Linked DNA regions of Mus musculus: all the other regions are linked to region 4. Evidence: chromatin contacts called from public Hi-C, HiChIP or PLAC-seq and promoter capture Hi-C data. All regions are on one chromosome and are shown on one strand. Each heading gives the region's core, a stretch centred on a gene start, on an enhancer-like site or on the middle of the called end of the contact. The rest is flanking DNA. Distances are from core to core; before and after follow the strand shown. Region 1 overlaps Lrsam1 (leucine rich repeat and sterile alpha motif containing 1). Region 2 has its middle 31 kb from the start of Fam102a. Region 3 has its middle 33 kb from the start of Slc25a25. Region 4 holds the start of Fpgs (folylpolyglutamyl synthetase).

Region 1 (3,575 bases), core at 861-3,360, 250 kb after region 4:
AGCATTTCCTCACTGGCCGTACTCTTTGTATAGCCCTACAACACGGTTGGTAATTATGGCACAGAACCTGTAACCTCAGGCTGCCAACATCAGCACAGTCTTAGCTTTAAGTTACTTTCACATTACCTTAAACTTTTTTTTCTTTTATTGGCTGGGCGATAGTGGTGCACACCTTTAATCCCAACATCTCTAAATTAGAGGCCAGCCTGGTCTACAGAGTGAGTTTCAGGACAGCTAGGGCTACAAAGAAAAACCCTGTCTTGAAAAACAAACAAACAAACAAACAAAAATTTTTAAATGACTTTAAAAATTTTTATTTTATATGCATGGGTATTTCGCCTACATATAATGTAAGTTCGTTATATGTGTGTAGTGCCCATGGAAACCAGAAGAGGGCACCAGATCACTTCAAACTGGAGTTCATGTGGGTGTTACCAAATGAACCCATTTACAGAAGCAGCCAGTGCTTTTAACAGCTGAGCCATCTCTGCAGGAGGGTGGGGAGGGAGGAGGGTGCGGTGCTGGAAAGCAGGCAAGTACTCGCACTTGCTCGCTTGAGTTCTAAGGCAGGGTCTCAGTAGCTCAGGTGCTGAATTCACTCTCTGGTTTGCTCTGGAACTCCCCATTTCCCGGCCTCTACTTACCAAGTGCTAGTATTACAAGCCTGAGCACCAAGCCAGCAAAGATTTTACTTTCTTGTTAGTTTTTGTTTGTTTGTTTGTTTGTGACCATGCCCCCGCCCCGTCCCCAACTTCAGCTTTGATGTAGAGCGGGACAGATAACACTTCCATCCCCATACTCAGGCCAGCACTTGGCACACAGGTGGGCTTGGAGGTAGAGGCCACCCTCACTTTATCACTGTCTGACCCTGACTCATGAGTCTGGATGGAAGAATCCGGAGGCTGGCCGTCCATCACCTGTCCCTGGTAATCTGTCCAAACCCGGGACGGCCCAGGGAGTTCAGTGTCCAGCTCTCGCTCCCGTCTCGGGACCCCAGCCAACACCCTCGGAGCCCTCACCTGGGAACACACATTCCTTACCTTACCTGGAACAGGCCTGCTGCGCCAGGCTCTGCCTCTGAGACTCATAGGCCATCTGGATGAGCCGGCTCTTACAGCTCTCCGTCAGCATCTGCTGCATGGCGGCTGTGGAGAGAAGGCTGTGAGCCGCTGAGAAAAGGCTAGGGATCCCGGGTAAGGCCAAAGGGGTCACCTGCTTACTGGTGGACAGTTATCCTAAACAAAGTCCCCCCGCCCCCCTTTCCTTCCATCACTGCTAGATAGCCCAGCCTGGCCTTGAACTCTCAATCCTCCTGTCCCAGCATCCTGAGTTCCGTGATTGCAGATGAGTATCAGCACCCAGCTCTAAAAAATACCTACATTGCTGGGCCGTGCTGGCGCATGTCTGTAGTCCCAGTACTCAGGAGACAGAGGCAGGAGAATCTCTGAGTTTGAGGCTTGTGCACCCTGTACATGCAGAGCCTGGGGAGGCCAGATGATGGCACTGCATCCCCTGGGACTGGAGTTACAGATGTCCTGAGCCACCATAAGGTTCTGGGATTAGAATCCAGGTCCTTTGGAAGAGCAGTAACTACTGAGCCAGCTCTCTAGTTTTTTGGTAGATTTATTAGAGCAGTAAGGGGATGGGGGTCAAGGCGGGGGTGGGGGGGAGCTAGAGAGATGGCTCAGCAGTTAAGAGTACAGATTGCTCTTCAAGCGGTCCTGAGTTCAATTTCCAGCAACCACAGGGTGGCTCACAACCATCTGTAATGGGATGCAATGCCCTTTTCCAGTATGTCGGTGTGTCGGAAAACATTAACAGTATACTCATATAAATAAAATAAATAAATCTTTAAAAATAGAGAGAGCAGTTCAGGGCCGGGAGTGGCTCAGTGGCCGTGTACTTGCCCAGCCTGTGCAAGGCCTGTTCAATCAAAGCAAAGCACCCAGGAAGTGTGACAGGCTTAGAAACTCAAACCCCTGGATGTGGGTCCTGCCTCTGTGGAATTAACCTAATAAACACCATTCGGTGACTTTCACAGCTGTTCCTTAACTGTGACCTTGAACAGAGCTGTCAGTGGGCTGAGCCCTCTGTAGGTGTGGTGAACACCTGTGTGTCAAGTGTCTGGCTCTGTCTGAAAGCCCTTCCAGGACAAAGGCCCCAAAGATAAGGAGAGCCCATCTCCATTTTAACTAAGGGCAAGCTCAGCTTCAGAGACCCTCCTCAGCTCCCGGCTGCAGGCTCTCAGACCTGTCTGGGGCAGGTGCCACTGGTGGGTACATGTGGAGCTCAGGACCACACTGGGCACACCAGGAAGGGGAAGTCTGCCCAGGAGCCAAGTGAGCTGATGCCAGCTCTCGGTGACAGGTTTGTGACATGCCCAGGCTTGACCCCTGGGATCCTCCTGAAGGTCCCATGTTTTCCCTGTGTAGTTTCCCCCACTCTATAGACAGAAAATTCGAGACTCAGAATCCAAGCTTGGCTGACCCTGGGGCCTGAGCTCCAGGACAGACTTGGCTGCCCTTCCACAGAGTGGACACTCAGTACCCTGCCCGGGTAACAGAGAGGCTACCTGAAAGCTCTGTCCAGAAATCTCCCACAACTCACCGGCGATCTCACGCTGCCTGAGGTTCTCTGTCTCCTCCTGGGTGATGGACATCAACTGCTCCATTCTTATTCTGGAGAAAAAGCAAAAGCAAAACGCATCCACTCATTCTTCAAATACATTTCAACAAGAATCTCACCAGAGCCAGGCTGTGATGGTGCACACCTTCAATCCCAGCACTTGGGAGACAGACACAAGTAGATGTCTGTGAGTTCAAGGCCAGCAGTTCTAAGACAGCCAGGGCTACACAGAGAAGCCCTGTCTTGAAAAATAAAATAATGAAAATAAAGTCCATGTATGGTACATAAACAGACATTGGCCTAAAAGCAGCTCAAACAGGCTTTTATTCATCCGAGGAGGGTCTATCATGTAGCCCTGACTGCTGCCTTTGCCTTCAGAGTACAAACAAGGTTTTAAAACTGATTATGGGTATGGGTCTTCTGCCTACGTGAATATCTATTCTCCACATTTGTGCCTGGGGCCACAGAAGCCAGAAGGCATCACACCCCTTGGAACCGGAGTTATAGCTGGTTGTGAGCCACCATGTGGGTGCTAGGGATTGAACCAGGTCCTCTGGAAGAGCAGCCAGTGTTCTCATCTACTGAGCCATTTCTCCAGCCCCTATAAACACGGTTTTTGGCATAAAACTCATCTATGACATAAGAAGTGGACACATTTAAAGGTAACTTTGCATACATGCACGCACGCTGAAACTTTGCATATACACATGCACGCTGAAACTTTGCATACATACACCCACAAACGCTGTAATGTGCTGTTTTGCATTCACCAGAATTGGCCTGATCGATTAGTGCCTTGTTCCTGGGTGTGACTTAGTTCAAGGCCTGGAGTCTCTCAGAGGCTCCACTTGCTGCTACTGATACGAGATTGTCCTCTGAGCCGGTCTAGCCCAGCACCAGATATGGTCTGTCAGGAAGGCTTGAATGGATGGCAGCACCAGTTACTGCTC
Region 2 (4,176 bases), core at 625-3,124, 190 kb before region 4:
CAGGGTCAGGGACATGGCCTGGGGTGTGGCTGCTTCGGAGACTCTGGATCAAGGAACCTCCCACAGGCTTTGTGAACCACCCCAGGCACCTGCCTGAAACTCCAAGCAGGCACTGCAGGACTATGGCTGTGAAGGAGGCTGTCTCCTCCAGCACACTAGTGGGTGTCTGTGAGCCTGCATTTCTCAGGAAGTCCCAGTGGGGGTGGGGGGGAGGGGGAACTAAACAGAATGAAGCCTCGGGACACTGTACAGTTCACCTGGGGTCACATGACTGCCAAGAGGAAAGGCTGGGAAGAGGGTGTCGTGTTGGACTCCAACACCAGTGCTTTCAATTCTGCCTCCACATCATTCATTCACTCATTCATTTGTTCACATATTCATTTACAACGTATGGTGGACAGCTTTGTTGGCAACAGCACACAGGAGATCAGCCGGTCTGCTTGGTTTTGTAACTGGGTCTCATGCGGTCTGGGCTGGCCTCAAACTTGCTGTGTAGCTAAGCCTGGCTTTGAACTCCATTGCCTGCCCCTGCTTTACAAGTGCTGGGCTTGAAGGTGTGAGCCATAGAATTGATTTATTCCTATTTATGGCCTTCACCCTCAGGGGTCTCATCTCAGTAATCTAATTTCAAAATCCTCAGCACACTTTGTTTTGGTTTGCGGTATTTTTCTCTTTTTGGTTTTGAGATAAGGTCTTATTCTGTCGTGCAGGTAGGCCTCAAACTTACTACAGTAGTCCAGGCTGATTTCCAAGTCAAAGCAATCCTCCTGCCTCCAAATTTGGCTCCCTCCCTCTTTACCTCTCTCTCTTTATTCATCTTTTTTCTCTTCCTTTTTGAGTCAGGAACTCACTACATAGCCCTGGCTGGCCTAGAACTTGATATGTAGCCTAAGCTGGCCTTAAACTTAAAGAAATCCACTTGCCTCTGTCGCCGCAGTGTTGGGATTTAAGCTGTGTGTCACCACACCGGCCGTTTTTTCTTTTTCTTTTTGGGGGTGTGCCTGGCATAGAACCCAGAGTGTGAGTCACCCAGGTCAAGCATAGGCTTTATTATTGGACCACTTCGCTGCCCTCGGCTCTTAACAAACTTACTAGTTTGCAATAGCATTAGGTTTACAGAAGTATTGTTTGGCTGGTTACAGAGTTTGCGCGGTTTTCTGTCTAGTGTTCCTCGTGTCAATCTCCTTAATCAACTGTGGTCTGTTTGTCCAGAAACACTGGTTTTGGTTATGACTGCTGGCCAAGCCCAGCCTTGATGCAGACTTCACCCACTGGTACGCTCAGGCCCTGCCCCGGGATCCGAGTGCGTGAAGTGACTGTGTTGCTGCTTCTCGACTCCTTCTAGCCACAGGTTTTCAGACTTGAGTTTCGAGGCTTGCCAGCCAGGTGTTTTGTAGATATCTGTCCGTCTGTCTGTCTGTCGGCCTGTCTGTTTATCTATCTTATATATTTTTCTCCTGATTGCCTTGGAAGCTTTCTCATTCCATTCGATCAAAGGCACAGGATCACCACATGGCACGCAGAATAAACCAGGGCTGTTTAAGGTGTGTTGCTGGCTGTTTCTCCTCACACAATAGAGTCCTCTCCCTCCTCCGCCTTCCCCCTTTCCTTCCCTCCTTCCCTTTCTTCTCTCTCTGAGTCTCTACTTCTTGTTTCATGGTGTGGGAAGTGGGGCAGGGCCTCACTATGTAGCCCAAGCTGGCCTTCCTCCTGCCTGGGTCTTCCTGGTGCTGGATTCTTTGGCCCACCATGCCCAGCTTAGAAATTTTGATGTTTTTTTAGCTCTGGGGAGCAAACTTGGGCTCTCTCCCTCTGAACTTCATTCGGTCCAGTCAGCTCCTCACACTTTAGAAGTGAGTCACTGAGTCAAACGCCCATTCAAGGGGCAGTGGCTTGAGCTACTTCCTGCAGAAAGAACCATAAATTATTTGAATTCTCCTCAGAAGACAGAAGGCCCTTTCTTCCAGTCTGCTTGTTTTCTCAGCCATTGACTTCTGCGGTGTGGATGCAGCACACATTCTTATTTCATTTAGACTCTGTTGTTTCCCTGAGCTGGGGCTGGAAACCAGGGCCTCTCAAGATGGGCAGCTCTGTACCTGCAAGCTTTCCCAGCTCTGAATTTTACCCTGAAAATCTTAATCCATAGCTATTTCTTCTGATGCTCCAATGGTTTTGTTTTTGGATTTGAGAGCCCCTTCAGGTGGCTCCTGGTTCCTTGGACATGGGGCAGTCCCTTCCTTTTGTTTTTTTATCTTTTTTTTTTTTTGTGCCACCACGCCCAGCGACAGGTAGCTTGCTTGCTTTCTTTCTTTCTTTCTTTCTTTCTTTCTTTTTAAAGATTTATTTATTTATTATATGTAAGTACACTGTAGCTGTCTTCAGATACTCCAGAAGAGGGCGTTAGATCTTGTTTTTTTTTTTTTTTTTTTTTTTTTTTTAAAGATTTATTTATTTATTATATGTAAGTACACTGTAGCTGTCTTCAGACACTCCAGAAGAGGGAGTCAGATCTTGTTACGGATGGTTGTGAGCCACCATGTGGTTGCTGGGATTTGAACTCCGGACCTTCGGAGGAGCAGTCGGGTGCTCTTACCCACTGAACCATCTCACCAGCCCTTGTTTTTTTTTTTATCTTAATTCTGTGCATGCACATATACCATGGTTCATAGGAGGTCAGAGGACAATGGTAGGTGTTGGTCCTTGCCTTCCTCCTTGTGTGAGTTAGGGTTTCTTGCCGTTCACCACTGCATACACAGGCTAGCTGTTCCACAAGCTTTGGGGGATTCTCCTGTCTCCTGGGGATTGACCTATGTCCCGCCATAGGAGAGCTGCCAACCTCATACACAGGTTTGTTTGTTTGTTTTTAAAGATTCATTTATTTATTATATGTAAGTACATTGTGGCTGTCTTCAGACATACCAGAAGAGGGCACTGGATTCCATTACAGATGGTTGTGAGCTACCATGTGGTTGCTGGGAATTGAACTCAGGACCTCTGGAAGAGCAGCCAGTGCTCTTAAGTGCTGAGCCATCTCTCCAGCCCCACATAGTTTCTTTTCTTTTCTTTTTTTTTTTTTTCCTATGAGGTGTGTATAGGATGTCTGGGAGTTTTCTTCAAACTTTCTTCTGGATGTATTTTGTCTGGATCAGCTGGCCAGTCAGCTGATCACAGGAACTCTCTAGAAGGACCAATCTGGCTTTGGCTTTTGCTCTCCAAGTGCTAGGTTTTACAGGAATGCCCCACTACATCATGCTTTTTAGTTTTATTGATAATGATACTTAAGGACCTTACAGAATGGTGGAACGCATAAAATAGGGTTTACTGTGCCTAGACTGGAGATCTGAGGAAAACTAACTAGGTTCTTTTACCGAGAGTTAGTCCTGGGAAGTCGCAGAAAAGTTGGATTTTTTTTTTTTTTTTCTGGAGCTGAGGACCGAACCCAGGGCCTTGGGCTTGCTAGGCAAGCGCTCTACCACTGAGCTAAATCCCCAACCCCCCCCCCATAGTTTCTTTCTTTCTTTTTTTTAAAATAAAAGTTTTTATTAAAATGTGCATTACTGGCCAGGTGGTGGTGGTGGTGCATGCCTTTAATCCCAGGACTTGGGAGGCAGAGGCAGGCAGATTTCTGAGTTCAAGGCCAGCCTGGTCTACAGAGTGAATTCCAGGACAGCCAGGGCTATACAGAGAAACACTGTCTCAGAAAAAAAAAACAAAAAACAAAAAACCAAGAACAAAAACAAAACAAAACAAAACAACAAAAATGGGTATTACCACCTATACATGTGTATGCATCACATACATGTAATACCCTCAGAGGCCAGAAGAGGGCATCCAGTCTCCTAGGACTGAAGTTATGGACAATTGTGAGCTGCCATGTGGGTGCTTGGAATCTAACACAGGTCCCTCGGGAGCAGCCAGTGCTCTTGACCGCTGAGCCATCTCTCCATCCCCCATGTACTGTTTCTTAATACAGGACAACCTTACTATACACATTGTGCCTCACTGCTACTGCTGTGGCCCCCAGGTCTTGCCTCTAGCATCTACATTCCGCAATAGGTGCTTGGGATAGGATCAAGATGGGATTTATCGCAATAGGATAAATCAGGAACCGCATCATATGGCCAGTCTTGGCCAATGGGACCTTAGTAGACATGCCATAAACACAGGCACATATAT
Region 3 (3,602 bases), core at 841-3,340, 210 kb before region 4:
ATACCAGGCCTCACAGTTAAACCTCTCTGGACACACTTCTAGGTAATTCCAGATGCAGACACATTTACGATAACCACCAACTAGCCCGCCCTCCCTCCCTAAGGTGCAGCTCACTTCGAGGCCTGTTTCCTCACCTGTAAAATGGTAACACCCTCTATCGGCAGCAGGCCAGGCCACCCCCTACTTAAACCTCTCCTTGTATAACAAAATATTTTTAAGAAGGACTTATTTTTTTTTAATTGTTGGGAGGGGTGCACACTTGCGTGCACGCACAAAAGGTGCAGTACCTTCAGAGGCCAGTGAGGTTTTTGGTTTTTCAAAACAGGGTTTCTCTGTGTAGCTGTGGCTGTCCTGGAACTCACTAGCTCCCTCTGTGGACCAGGCTGGCCTCGAACTAATTTGGGGAGGCACCAAAATACCTAGGAAGCCTTATTTATTAAAGTGTTTGTTTTTATTTAATCTAAAATTTTATTTGTGTGTATATTTGTGTGTCTGCCAACTGTGTGCTGTGGACATCAGAGGAGCTCTTAGGATCCCCTGGAGCCAGAGTTGCAGGTGTAGTGAAGTACCTGATACAAGTGCTGGAAACCAAACCCAAGTCCTTGGGACGAGCAGCAAATAGCCTTAACCACTGAGCCATCTCTCCACCCGCCTTTTTTTTTTTTTTTTTTTTTTTTTTGTGGTTTTTCGAGACAGTGTTTCTCTGTAGCCCTGGCCGTCCTGGAACTCACTCTGTAGACCAGGCTGGCTTCAAACTCAGAAATCTGCCTGCCTCTGCCTCCCAAGTGCTGGGATCAAAGGCATGTGCCACCACACCCGGCTCCACCCGCTTATTAATTATTGTTTTAAATGTCTGATTGTAGCTAACAAGCTGAAAAGTGACTCCTTGGAAGCCTTTTGAATTGCCCAGGACCTTGTATAGAAGCTGGGGTCATTAGAAAGGCCTGGTGGGGCCTAGTTATCTGTATTTATTTAATTTATTTTTCTAGTTTTGTTGAAGTATCACTGACATACAATAAAGTCCATATGTGTAGTAATTTGATGATGGAGTGTACACCTGGTGATGGGAATGATCGATCATGCAAACCTCCATGACCCCCAAGTTCTTGGTGCTCTTCTGTAGCCTTGCCCACTCCCAGCAATCCCCCATCCTTATCCCTAAGCAACTCCTCTCACATCCAAGTGTGTGGACCAGAGATGAGATCCCATGTAAAGCCAGACAAGGTGGTTCTCAGCATCCGGAATTCCAGCATCCCATAGGTGAGAAAGTCACAGAAGCCAGAGAATCCCAGGGGCCACATAGCCTGTCACATGCCACAGTGAACACACAGTCTCAAATAGGCCAGCAGGTGAGAAATGCCCTCCTACAGCTGTGATCTGACCTCCACAAGCCTTGACACACCGATGCCCACACCTCTGCATGTGTACACAAACACAAAGGATTTTTAATTTTTTTTTTAAACAAAATTAACCAGGCATGGTAATGCATTCCTGTAGTTCTAGCACTCCTAAGACAGGGGCAGGCAGATCACAGCAAGAACAAGGCTATCCTGGTTTACATAGTGATTTCTGAGATCTACCGCCAGCCAGATATACACAGGGAGAATTAGAAATAAATAAATGTACTGGCCACCGTGGTCCACATCTTTACTCTCAGAAGTCCATAGGCAGATGCAGGACAAGTTCTGTGAGTTCGAAACCAGCCTGGTCTATGTAGTGAAAGCTTGCCAATAAACAAACAAACAAACAAATAGATGAATGAATGAACGAGCGAACGAATGAATGAATGAATGCAAGTTCTTTTGACTCAGCAGCTTCATTCTAGAATAAGCAAGCCAGAGCAGTGAACTGTCTGCCCTAAGATCTTTGGTCTTGGGGTTGGGCTGAGGGGAGGGGCTGCAGGCCTGCTTGGCTGGCTGGCCATGGATTCGAGAACCATCCCCTGGACTCTGTGTCCCCGAGCCCTTTGGTCTCTGAGCACAAGCTCTGGTGGAAAATGCAACAGGACTGAAGAGTCACAGTCCTAGATTTCACCCTGTGCTCAGCAGGGTGGACAGAGCTTAGGGTAGGGCAGGTGTCACCCGATGCCTCCGGAGGAGTCCAGGTCCACTTGGAGCCTGCATGGGGTAGGAGAGACCTAGGTGGCTGAAACCAGCCACCACCAGTACAGACCAAGAACCTGGCCCCAGCTGACACCGCTTCCTGGAACGCAGGGAGCAGCCCTTTGTTCTCCAAACACCAAATGGTTTCTCTGGGCCTCAGAACTGGAGCAGGGGCCTGGCCTGGCCTGGCTGCCGGAGCTGAGTGTGGGTGTGGAGCCTGGGACCCTGGAGACCTCATCTCTGAAATAGACCCTGACCCCCTGTACCGCTTAGGGGAAGCTCCTTCCCCCTTCTTAGGTCCCCACTTCCTGAGGTGATCAGATTTGAAAGTAGATTGGTTCACTCTGCTTCTCAGCCAGAGGGGCCGAGAGCTCAGAGGTAGGAGCCAAGCAGACCTGAATCCCATGTCTACCAGACTACTTTCTGTGCCTTGAAGTCTTATTGGTGGATTGAGTGAAACAAGGCTTCACTGTGTAGCCCAGACTAGCCTGGAGCTCCTGATCTTCTTGCCTTGATCTTCTGAGTGCTAGGATTACAGGAGCATGAACTAATTGATTTATTTTCTGTATGGGAGTACACTGTAGCTGGACAGACAGTTGTGACAGACAGATGGTTGTGAGACATCATGTAGTTGCTCTGTCTCCACTCACTCCTGCCCAAAGATTTATTTATTATTATATGTGAGTACACTGTAGCTGTCTTCAGACACACCAGAAGAGGGTTTCAGATGGCTCATTACGGATGGTTGTGAGTCATCATGTGGCTGCTGGGATTTGAACTCATGACCTATGGAAGATTAGTCGGCGCTCTTAACCGCTGAGCCCTCTCTCCAGCCCCTGAGCTAATTCTTATATTGCAATGTTTTTCTCAGTCTGAAACTCAGCAGTGCCCCTCCTTCACTGTATTTTGGAGGCTGATTCCAACAGATCAACCCCATTCTAGCATCCATCTCTAGCTCCTGTCTTCTCATCCATCCCATGCCAGCCACACTGGCCGCTTGTCACGGCATGAAGCCCTAACTTTCTACCTCCAGCCGCAGGATGCTTTCTTTTCTGGCCTCTGCCTCTCACATTGTCTCTCTCCCCAGTTGGCTCCTCACAGCTCCTGTGTTATCAAAGTAGTTGTCTGGGTAAGTACTAGCACCGGAGACTTATCTGTAGGAGAAAGTGTGGGCCTGACCTGGCAGCCAGCCTGCCCGGCACATGGCACTTCTAAATAAGAAGCACGGTGTACCATGCTCATGAGTATGCCCAGAAGTCAGAACAGAGGATTCTGAAGTAGCCTGACAGTTGGGAGCTGGCCTGCTGAGGCTGCCCTCTCCACATCTCTTTTTATGTGCTTCTCTCGCACCGAGATCCTGGTGGTATGGGCGCTCACTGTCCAGTCTGAGGTAATGTGCTAACCAGTCACAGACGATAGCTTCCGCGATATGAGTGCTTGCTGGTGTGTAATACAGCAGATGCTGTTCCCTGAAGCCCTGTCCAGAGTGATTTACTGACA
Region 4 (3,599 bases), core at 52-2,551:
TAGCAAAGATGGGAGCCATGGGCAAGCTAGCCCCACCCAGGGAGTGCCAGGTAAAGCTGGCAAGATTAACGGACCTTCATTTCCTGGGCTGCCTTCCCCAAGCTTCTATGCCCTCAGCCTTCACACACAAGACCAACCCTGGAAGGAAGGTTTTTTCCTTAATCTCTCTACCACTATACTGGACACCCACTGAGTGGGGGCCAGGACGTTAGAAATCTAGGAACTTTGAATTTTGGAATATTTGAGAGTTCCACCTTCTAACCCTAAGACAAGACAATGTAAGTAAGCAATTAGATCTGGAAGAGGAGGTACAGAGGGAGGGAAAGTACACTCAAGAGTTGTCGGGCCAGAATCCACAGGTGGGTACAGACAGCCTCAGGAGACGGCTTTGGGGGATGGGAGTGGAAACAGAAAATAAACAGAGAGGCCTAAATGAGAGGCATTTGAGGATATAAATCCAGTCGTGTGTTTCAATTACCCTACATTCTGAGAAACCTGTGCTTAGGCAGTTCCTTTCGGGCACCAGCTGGGTCGCCTGCCCTCTTATCCTCAAGGCTTGGCTGGAAGCCTCACAGCCCTAAACCGGTGCCACCTGCCTGGCCAGCATTAAGTTCTGGTCATTGACAACTGACCCTGGCACAGTTTGTAATCTACAGTTTGTTCTAGATTCTTGGTCTCTTTATTGCCTCTTTTTCTGCCTGCCCGCCGGTCAATTCTGAATACTTAGATTCCAGTCTTCGAGTCTTGGAGACCCCAATCCCAGATCCTCCTGGGTACTTCCACTCTGTACTCCAGAACTCCTCCCTTCCCTTCATCCTGCATTGCCCTGCATTGGAACTTCTAAAACTCAATTCAGATTCTGGACGTTCTGGTGTGTCACCTGCGCCCATTCCCTCTGCAACACCGGACACGCGCTCTCAGAATTCCCACATCGGGCCACCTGAGCTCAACTTTCCGGTCTCTGTCACCTCCCCTGGGCTCTGGGATGTCCCCGCCTCTCGAGCCCCGCAACTTCATGCTCCGGTGCCCCCAGCAGCTGGCGGAGAGCGGAGCAAGGCTCCGGTGCTGCCCACGTGTCAGTACGGGACCGTTTGCCCGCGGGAACGGTCAGAAACCTGATACTCCATGCCCGGCTCCTGTGGCGCTGGCCACGCGCTCATCCCCCGCCGCGCCGCGCCCTCCGTCGTTGCACCACGCGCAGAAACAGCTGCCAGGGACAGAGTCGAGCACAGTCGGCTCCGCGCCCACGACATAGTCTTAATGCCACCGCAAGCTAGGCCTGGGCCGGAGCCGCCCCGCTTCGCCCCGCCCCGCCCTGACGCCATCCTAAGACCCACCAATCCGAGTCTCTAGATTTTCCCGGACCAATGAGAAGCAGCGCCTTATCACGGCCATCTTTGTGAGGGGCAGATGGTCCGGAGGTGCGCTGCTCTCGCCATGCTTCTAGGGGGCGCTCTGCCGGGGAGGGTGGAGGGAAGAGGGTGTTCCTGGGAGGGGGTCCTCCATCTTAAAGGAACTCTGTACTCTTTTCGTCGCTATCCTCCACAGGTCTGTGCCAGGTCTTAAGGACTTCGCTGTACATCCAAAAATAGCCAATCCGAGCCAGCAGTTCTCAGTCCCGACTCCTTGGCAGAGAAGCTCTGAGCTGGAATAGAATTACAGGGCTGGCAGATGCCTGTGTCATCAATTCCCAGCACCGAAATGTCCTGGCTCACGCAGACAGTGGGGATGCAGCCTTTTCGGTCAAGAATATGACCCCGTCTCTCCAGGCTTTTTTTTTTTTTCCCCTTCGGTTTTTCGAGACAGGGTTTCTCTGTACAGCCCTGGCTGAACTGCAGCTCACTCTGTAGACCAGGCTGGCCTCGAACTCAGAAATCCGCCTGCCTCTGCCTCCCAAGTGCTGGGATTAAAGGCGTGTGCCACCACGCCCGGCCTCTCCAGACTCTTAACTCACTCTAGAAGCCTAGGAAGACTTCCCGGAAGAATGACACCCCTATCGAGGCCTGTGGGGTTCGGGGGGGGGATTTCCAGGCTAAGAAGGAGACAGTGGGAAAGACTTCCATTTGGTTGGACCGGGTTGCTCCCGGGATGCTTCATCAGCAGGGACCTGGAGCCCCGTATGAAATTAGGTTTGGAGAAATGGCTCAGTGGTTAAGTCTCAAGGTTCAAGTCTTAGGACCCACACTGCGGCTCACAATTGTAGACTCCAAACTGGGGATCTGACCCGACTCTGGCCTCCAAAAGCACAATGCAAACAGGCAAAAATATTAAGTAAAGATAAAAAAATTTTGGCTGGGCAGTGGTGGCGCACGCCTTTAATCCCAGCACTCGGGAGGCAGAGGCAGGCAGATTTCTGAGTTTGAGGCCAGCCTGGTCTACCGAGTGAGTTCCAGGACAGCCAGGGCTGTACAGAGAAACCCTGTCTCGAAAACAAACAAACAAACAAACAAACAAATAAATAAATAAATTGGAGTAAATTTGCTGGCTTTAGGGGAAGGTGTGTAATCTTATTGGGGCGTTGGAAACTCCCCCGTGGTAGAAAGTGGATTTGAGGGCCCTCTGGGGGAGGGAACAGTAGTCTCACCTTATTGTAGGTGAGGTACTTCCATTTGTGGAAGGCACTGGACAACAGCAATGGGTTTTCAATCTCTCCTGCTTTTCTACATTGGGCTTAAATATTTAGCAGAGATTTCTATTTTAAATAAGCAAGGACTGTTCGGGGAGAAATCTAGACATTTGCTCTCTGAAAGTACTCCTGGCCTCAAACTCACAGACATCTCCTTGCTCTGGCCTCCTGAGTGCTGGAATCAAAGTGTCCAAGCATATATTTCAGTGAACAGCCTCACTCATTCTTGGCCCACTCCCCCCACACCGCCCCCATGGAGTTTCATCTGTAACCCAGGTGGACCTGAGACACCATAGCTGCACCTAGCCAGTCTCAGAGTCTTTATGTGGCAAAAGATCACTTTAAACTCCTGGTCCTGCTTTCACTTCCACAGCTCAGTGCTCAGAGGATCCCGTCTACACCAGCAGGGCTGGTTTCATACCCTACTGGGATCTCATCCAGAGCCTCACGCATCTGCCACTAAGCTATAGTCCTCTGTTTTGAGACAAGATCTCATGCAACCCAGGTCTACCTCTAATTCACTATGTAGCCCAGGACAATTTAAAACTTTAATTCTCTGCCTCCACCACCCGGGTGCTGGGATTACAGGCATTTGCCATTTTGCTTGTTCCCCAAGTGTGGATTTCAGCGAACAGCTTCACTCATTCTTGGCCCACTTTCCTCTCAGTCTTTCTAGTTTTTCCCCCCTCTATGGGCTTTCAGAACCTTCCTCTACCCACTGACTGGAATTATAACCCTTGTGCCCCCCCCCCTTTTCTTCTCTCTGACAATCACAAAATCAGTTTGTGCCTCTAGGAGAACCTCTATCCCAGAAGCAAAGGCAGGTGGGTCTCTGTGGGTTCGAGACCATTCTGGTCTACAGAGTGAGTTCTAGGACAGCAAAGACTACACAGAGAAGCTCTGCCTCAAAAAGTGGGGGGGTCCTGCCTAGCATATGCAAAGGCACCGGGATTGGTCCCTTAGTGCTACTAAC

Evidence for each region. Promoter capture Hi-C pulls out the DNA fragments that hold promoters and counts their contacts. A called contact is a pair of places that touch in the nucleus more often than the background predicts. HiChIP or PLAC-seq counts read pairs in DNA pulled down with a chosen protein or histone mark.
Region 1: a contact with region 4 is called in a Hi-C map of embryonic stem cells, with 2.3 times the contacts expected there. The contact joins the enhancer-like site here to the promoter of Fpgs in region 4. A contact is called at or near these places in 1 of 39 promoter capture datasets (stem cell-derived epiblast-like cells), 5 of 484 Hi-C or Micro-C datasets (embryonic fibroblasts, embryonic stem cells and pancreatic cancer cells), 2 of 115 datasets of contacts at active chromatin or transcription factors (both in embryonic stem cells) and 3 of 9 other capture datasets (adipose tissue, liver and pancreatic islet).
Region 2: an HNF4G HiChIP or PLAC-seq map of pancreatic cancer cells shows a contact between it and region 4. The contact joins the enhancer-like site here to the promoter of Fpgs in region 4. A contact is called at or near these places in 7 of 484 Hi-C or Micro-C datasets (B cells, the C2C12 cell line, the P5424 cell line and 2 more), 3 of 115 datasets of contacts at active chromatin or transcription factors (bone marrow-derived macrophages, embryonic stem cells and pancreatic cancer cells) and 4 of 9 other capture datasets (adipose tissue, embryonic stem cells, liver and 1 more).
Region 3: a promoter capture Hi-C map of embryonic stem cells shows a contact between it and region 4, with 2.3 times the contacts expected there. The contact joins the enhancer-like site here to the promoter of Fpgs in region 4. A contact is called at or near these places in 3 of 39 promoter capture datasets (embryonic stem cells, hippocampal neurons and stem cell-derived epiblast-like cells), 1 of 15 datasets of contacts at CTCF or cohesin (embryonic stem cells), 13 of 484 Hi-C or Micro-C datasets (the AML12 cell line, B cells, the C2C12 cell line and 4 more) and 3 of 9 other capture datasets (adipose tissue, embryonic stem cells and liver).

The regions. Positions count from the first base shown.
Region 1 is chr2:32,939,196-32,942,770 of GRCm38.p6, forward strand. Lrsam1 (leucine rich repeat and sterile alpha motif containing 1) reads right to left here. Exons shown (of 26, transcript NM_199302.3): 16 at 2,608-2,678; 17 at 1,046-1,145. Among named protein-coding and RNA genes, the nearest start is that of Lrsam1, 21 kb to the right of the region's middle. Within about 2 kb of position 2,111, at least 11 of the 459 cell types and tissues checked have an H3K27ac peak or open chromatin away from gene starts, as enhancers often do. A contact at or near this core is called in embryonic stem cells, where this site is marked.
Region 2 is chr2:32,501,902-32,506,077 of GRCm38.p6, forward strand. No RefSeq gene overlaps it. Among named protein-coding and RNA genes, the nearest start is that of Fam102a, 31 kb to the right of the region's middle. Within about 2 kb of position 1,875, at least 69 of the 459 cell types and tissues checked have an H3K27ac peak or open chromatin away from gene starts, as enhancers often do. A contact at or near this core is called in the C2C12 cell line, bone marrow-derived macrophages and pancreatic cancer cells, where this site is marked.
Region 3 is chr2:32,483,076-32,486,677 of GRCm38.p6, forward strand. No RefSeq gene overlaps it. Among named protein-coding and RNA genes, the nearest start is that of Slc25a25, 33 kb to the left of the region's middle. Within about 2 kb of position 2,091, at least 24 of the 459 cell types and tissues checked have an H3K27ac peak or open chromatin away from gene starts, as enhancers often do. A contact at or near this core is called in the P5424 cell line, embryonic stem cells and liver, where this site is marked.
Region 4 is chr2:32,692,874-32,696,472 of GRCm38.p6, forward strand. Fpgs (folylpolyglutamyl synthetase) reads right to left here and starts at 1,302. Exons shown (of 15, transcript NM_010236.2): 1 at 1,116-1,302. The coding sequence starts at 1,253.